2 separate regions of the Ostrinia nubilalis genome follow, and region 1 is linked to region 2. The links are chromatin contacts, called in public Hi-C maps. All regions are on one chromosome and are shown on one strand. Each heading gives the region's core, a stretch centred on a gene start, on an enhancer-like site or on the middle of the called end of the contact. The rest is flanking DNA. Distances are from core to core; before and after follow the strand shown. Region 1 holds the start of LOC135080938 (probable nucleoporin Nup54). Region 2 holds the start of LOC135080768 (dynamin).

Region 1 (3,165 bases), core at 604-3,103, 260 kb before region 2:
TCCAAGACCAGCGCCGAACCCACTAAACCCAGTGGTAGCTGGTTTAGTTCCAAATGCAGAACCAAATGTTGATCCAGTACCAAATGTTGATCCAGTACCAAATGTTGAAGTGCCAAATGTGTTGGAGCCAAGCGTGTTGGAACCAAGTGTGTTGGTACCAAATGTTGGGGCTGTACTGCCGAAAGTAGAAGTACCAGCTCCGAAAGTTGTACCTGTTCCAAATGTGTTGGTACCAAATCCACCAGTTCCAAAGCCTGTAAACAAAACACAATAGATGTTACATTGATGCTAGTTAAAAGGTAATAGATGATAGATAAAATACACTTTAGTCACACAAGACAAGAAAACAAAAAGAATGAAATATACAAAAGATACAGCACAAGATCATTAAAATTATAGATTGCATTATTAAGAGCAAGGTAATTTAATAAAAAGAAGTTTTAACTTTTTTTTTTCGTTAAACAGCTATTCTGGTTCCATGAAGTCCCAGTATCACTGACCAGTAATCTATTGTGATCGCCACTATTTTAATTACAATTCGCCTCCGAGTACTAGCTTACCAGGAAAAGCGATATTTTTTTATAATAATCACATACTTCACAGTTGCAAATTAACAGACTACATTACCTGTTGCAGGTTTAGATGTTGTATTTCCAAAGCCAGTTCCACCAAATAATGATGGTGCCGTAGACGCCGGAGCTGTCCCTAAGCCTCCAAAAGGTGCAGCTGCATACAAAATAAAATAAAATAAATCCTACTAATAATTTATAAAGGTGAAAGTTAGTGTGGATGTTTGTTACTCTTTCACACAAAAACTACTGAACAGATTTGGTTGAAACTTTACAGTATTATTATTTGTAACCCAGATTAACATATAGGCTATAATTTATGCGAATCTGTGGCACTAAATTTCAGGCGGATGAAGCCGCGAGCAAAAGCTAGTTAATTAAAATTTACACTTCATTTTCTGGGTACTAAGCTTATCAATAGCAGACTATTTAGTTTTTAAAGGAACTTGTAGCTTGTAGATCAAATAATAAAGCCAAAACAGAATGGATGTGACTTAGAGCATAGTATTCCAGTAATTAACTATTACACCAGAAAGCCTTGAATTTAAGTATTATTTAAACATTATGCAGTCTTTTTAAAAGTCGATAAATGACAGTATCAAAAGAAAAATATACCTGTACTAGTTGCTCCCAATGAACCAAAGCCAGAGGAAGTTGTGGAGGTTCCAAAACTGAATCCAGCGTTTGAGGTAGTGGCAGTATTAGTACTCCCAAATGAGAATGTTGCTATAACATACACAAACATAAGCCATAAGATCTAAACCTTTTAGAAAAATACATATAATTAATTGTCAAACTTTAAGAGTCAGTTGTAGTTAAAGGGATGTACTCAGACGCAAGCACAAGAACTAAATAAATAGTACAAAAATACCTCAATAACTAGTGCGCAACGGGACCAACTTGATGCCATTAGCAACATTTAACATTATTGTGACTAAGTCAAAGTTTTGGGAAAATAACTATACATTATGCAAACTTACGTTTAGCTGCAGAGCCGAAAGGGGCACTCTGGGTGGTACCTGTAGAAGCACCAAAAGAAAAAGCCATATCGGCCTAACGATATCTCTTGTTTATAAACTATGTATCATAACCTCAAAACACTGCAATATTGAAATTCTTGCCGCAACTCTTTGCAGCGTAGAAAGGTGACCGAAACTGACCAATAAATTGAATTATGGAATACTTTTAATTACATGTGTTTATAATAAATAATTTCGATCAAAAATTCAAAATGTATCGTCGGTACCAGGCTGTCAGTCAGCAGCTGTCAATCGTAGCATTTTTAATTATTTTTATAAAATTTGACATTTATTTCACGGCTCTGGATACAAGCTTTTACTCCAATTGATACATGATGTACAAGGAGTATTTACCACTAGTAGATGATCGTATCGTATCGTATCGTACCCACATGAGTAAAAGTTAATGGTCAGTCATATCGTATCGTATCCACATCATGAGTAAAAGTTAATGGTCAGTCATATGGTCAGTAAATGAAAAGAATCCACAGCTAGCCCATTTCGGTGATTTAATGATTTGCGTCGAATAGGTGTTTCTACTTTTTCTTTGTTTGTTCCAAAATTGCCCCATTGCATGACTGCCAATTTCTTACGAGCTCCGAGCCTAGACAAGTAGAACTTTTAGATTGCCCCGAAAATCGAATCAATTCACGGAGCGAAACTATATTATTTATTAACATACAAACGCGGAGCGCATTGTCGCGTTGTATTTATTTAGCCAAATTCGGACTTGCGCCAGTCACAGTCACTACTATCGCGAAAAAGGCTAGGGACGGGACGGAAGATACACTCCACTTGCAGAAAACTCAATTTCGCATTCGCATTATTAGGTGGGTACATAAAAGGGGAGGGTTTAACAAATCAAACTATTTCTCAAATCATAACTATTTTTATTGCATATCACATTTTAAATTGCTCAACATTATAATTATTTTTCGTGGTGGTAACACTAGCCAATGCCCACACAACAGCATAGAAATATGTCGTAATCACAAACGGAACATTCCAGAGAAAATTAAATGAATATTCTTTTTTCAATGTGACCTATACATTGAGATTTTAACAGCAATTTAGAGGCAATTATTATGCAATAAATAATCGGAGTATAGTCTTCGCCTCCCAGGGAATCCGTTATTTCTTTCCTCCAGGAGGCTGTAGTGGTTGGCCTCTTTCTTTTCCGCGAAGTTTTATGCCAATTGCTCTTTCGATTTTGCCGAGTACAATGTTATTGGGTATTCCACGACCGGCTTCATAATCGTTTACAATTTGAGGTTTTTCACAAATTTTCGTAGCCAAATCCTTCTGGCTCATGCCTTTAGCCTGCCGTCCTTGCATTATAAGTTTTCCCAGATCCAACGGAATCTTATCGTGGCGCAGTTCTTCAGTTTCTCTGTCCAATTTAGCTGTATTTTTTGTGGTAACGTGTTGTTTATTAGTACCTGCACCATATTTTTGTTGAGTATCCACGGGCAAACCTTGACGACGTGCGGCATTAACGGCTTGTTCAGTCTTCAATGCAGACGCTTTAGGTGGTTTTTTGCGTAGAATGGTAACCGTATCCCAATCAGACATTTTGC
Region 2 (3,351 bases), core at 795-3,294:
CTAATACCGAACTCTTTCCAGCGGACTGACCACCCACAACTGCAATTTGTGGAAGATCCAAAGACATGTGCACGCCCATTTGCACAAAGGCATCTTGTAATTTGTTTACAATTGGGATCAATTGCTGCATTCCAAAATTCCCAGCCATTTTTACTAAGTAACATTAATTTTAACTCAAATCACTAAAACACTTGCTCATCATCAATTCATCATCGATAAACTAATTTATTTTTCAATATGGTGGTGGGTGGTTACGTCGCGTTCCAATTCTGACGGGCAGCGCGATGTCAAACTCAAACTGTCAAAAAGAGCTATCATGTATAGAGATGGGTAGTGGGTAAAAACCCATTTCACCCGATTGGGTTAAAACTGGGTGATTTGGGTAAAAACCCGGTTTTTACCCATTATCACCCATTCTGGTGGGTGAAAACAAAAATAGCGTTTTTTTAAAGTGAGAAGTGGTATTTGTTGCTAAGGGGGCGTTCTAGTGTTACGTAATGCAATCTGGGGGGAGAGGAGGTCTTGAAAAACGTTACAATGCGTTACAGTGGCGGAAGGGCGGTTCGATTTCAAGTTTTTAAGCAGAAGTACTTTGTAGTTGGTGTTGTTATTTGTAACTTTATACCGTAATGTCATCAAAGAGAGAGTTTGGCATCTTTGGCATCCCCCCCCTCCATGTCCTTGCCATGATCACAAATTATTGTGTTCCTACTAAATTTCGAGTGTGCGCACACCTGTCACAAATCTAGCCGAAGACCCAAGAGCTAGATTGATCCGACACTATACCGAAGATATCCCGGACGTCAGTCTGTACGAGATTAGAATGGCTCTCAAACAGCTAAAGAACAACAAGGCACCGGGTGATGATGGAATCACGGCTGAGCTTTTGAATCAATAAACCTAAATGAGAAAAATTCGATAAAAATAAAGAAAAGATACCAATTGAAATAATTATAAAATTATTTGTTTTCACCCGGTGTAAACACCCACGGGTGGAATGAAACGGGTTTTTATTGGGTTTTTACCCTCATGTGGGTTTTTACCCGGGTGGAAACCCATCTCTAATCATGTAGCGCTGTACAGCGCTTAGAGCAAAATACCACATTTCAGTTGTAAGTGGTTTTAAGGGTTAACAAATAAATTTTTTATATTTCGATATCTTCGAAAATAGTATAGTATGTATGTATAACAGTAACAAATAATCAATTAAAGTCATTCACATTTTAAAGTACATAACCAATCAATAACATTAGACATGCGCACTAAATCTAGGCCAGTATACAAAAATAATATTATGTTTCACGAATCGTTTTTAAAGCTTAAAGAAGTAACAGAATTAGAAAGTCTTCAAATAATTTGTAAAATCTCAAATGAATTCAAAACTACTATAAATATTCCATAAAAAATACCTACAACCGAAACATATTACATTATTGGAATTAAAAATTGTTAATTAATATTAAGGGAGACTTTCCTCTCTTTAAATTTGATACCTAATCATTTTTTTATCTCACTTATCGATCTTTTTGTTACAACTTATAACATAAATTATATACTTGGGTAATTATGGATATAAATAATATAGGGTACTGATACTTGTTTTCACTAATGTAGCAACAAATTATGATTAAATGAAAATTTTATTTGATATAAAATAGACTACGTACCTGCCCACAAAATTTTCTAACACTGAACTTTTACCAGCCGATTGTCCACCTACAACTGCTATTTGTGGCAAGTCCAACTGCATATGCACACCAAGTTGTGTAAAAGCATCTTGTAGCTTATTCACAATTGGAATCAATTGTTCCATTCCTAAATTCCCCGACATGGCTGCCGGTTTTCTCAGGCACTCCTCGTTCTATGAGCTTCTCCGCAGAACTTCGCCTACTGATTTTTCGTTCATCAATATGATCCCAACGGGTATAAAGCGCATGCGTATGCATTAGAAGAGATCGACCGTTATTGCCATCTCTACGAGAAAAATCATTGAATTTCCTGGCTTGCTTGTATTTTCACTGCCACCATCCATGCAATAAGTTCTAGGTAGGTAGGTTTAGGTAGGATGATTTAGCTCGGGTAGGTATTATTTTACACAGTTGTATGCCAACTGAAGCAAATATTGCACCACGCACGGAAACACGAAATAGTAGACATATTAATAAATAGTTAGATATCGTAAAAAAAAAAGAGATAAATGTTATCTAATTGTTAATTTGTTACGAGGTATTAGTACTATACATTACCTATCACAGCATGATGATTTCGTGCCATAATTATTATGCAATGTAAAACATGTCTGATTAATTAGTGTAGTATTGCATAATTATTATTATTCTATTTATATTATAATAATATTAAGCTAACATTAGACCTCTTCCACCCCTTTGGCCAGAGAAGGTGTGGAAAAAAGGCTAAATGATGATTATGCTTTATATTATGTTATTATACTACATTAAAAAGAATATTCGCTATAGGTAGGTACCTATAGCGAATATTAGGATACTTGCGTAAGTAGTAAGTAAGGTAAGTATACGTTCGTATGTCATAAAGTTTTGAAACACGTACAGAAAATATTTTGAACAACATTTCACTATCTTAATAGGAGGAAAGAGGAGAATATAATTTTCTATACCGGAATCTATTTTTACCTACAGACTATATAATTTGGACCCATCTACGGACGGGTCGGACGGAATTCAATTTCCAATAACAAACAAATTACTAATGATCATAAAACTTATAAATATCATTGGACATTTTACACTGCGCCATTTCCATTTAATCCCAAATTAAGCAAACATTATCAAATGCAATGTGAATATTAAATTTATAGCGGGAATCGAACCCGTGACGTCTAGCATGATAGTAGTCCCTTACAAACCACTATCAATAAACAGCCGTCCAATATGTAAAATTCATTAACCCATTGTTCGAATCATGCAAGCCATGCTATAGGAATGGCGAACGGCAAAATGTTGGCGGAAAGTTAGTTCATGAGTCCTCCTGAGTCCGTTAATGACAAAAAATGTCTAAGTAATAGAAGAAGAGGTCCCACTTTCTGGGACACATTTAATTTATATTTATTTATTTTTTAAATTTTGGTCTCAGCTGGCCCTTTTGTAGAATTAGCCCCCCATATGTCAAAAAATCAAAGTCAAAAAACTGTCATTTGTCAAAGACAATAATATTAATTTTTTTTGAACACAACTGCGCAAAGATAATTGAAAGATAAACGCTCATTGATCCATTCTTTTGAAATCATTACATTTTCCAAAGACATTGAAAATCTTTGTAGACACCTTTGTATGGAATACAGAATTTTGGCTTGAAATTATACCCACTCACATA

What was found. A called contact is a pair of places that touch in the nucleus more often than the background predicts.
Region 1: a Hi-C map of whole body shows a contact between it and region 2, with 8 times the contacts expected there. The contact joins the promoter of LOC135080938 here to the promoter of LOC135080768 in region 2. A contact is called at or near these places in 2 of 5 Hi-C or Micro-C datasets (both in whole body).

What each region holds. Positions count from the first base shown.
Region 1 is chr2:6,144,247-6,147,411 of ilOstNubi1.1, reverse strand. LOC135080938 (probable nucleoporin Nup54) reads right to left here and starts at 1,853. Exons shown (of 13, transcript XM_063975668.1): 1 at 1,550-1,853; 2 at 1,185-1,295; 3 at 628-726; 4 at 1-254. The coding sequence starts at 1,616. LOC135086298 (endothelial differentiation-related factor 1 homolog) reads right to left here. Exons shown (of 1, transcript XM_063981086.1): 1 at 2,458-3,165. The coding sequence starts at 3,160. The coding sequence ends at 2,720.
Region 2 is chr2:5,880,670-5,884,020 of ilOstNubi1.1, reverse strand. LOC135080768 (dynamin) reads right to left here and starts at 2,044. Exons shown (of 17, transcript XM_063975495.1): 1 at 1,668-2,044. The coding sequence starts at 1,831.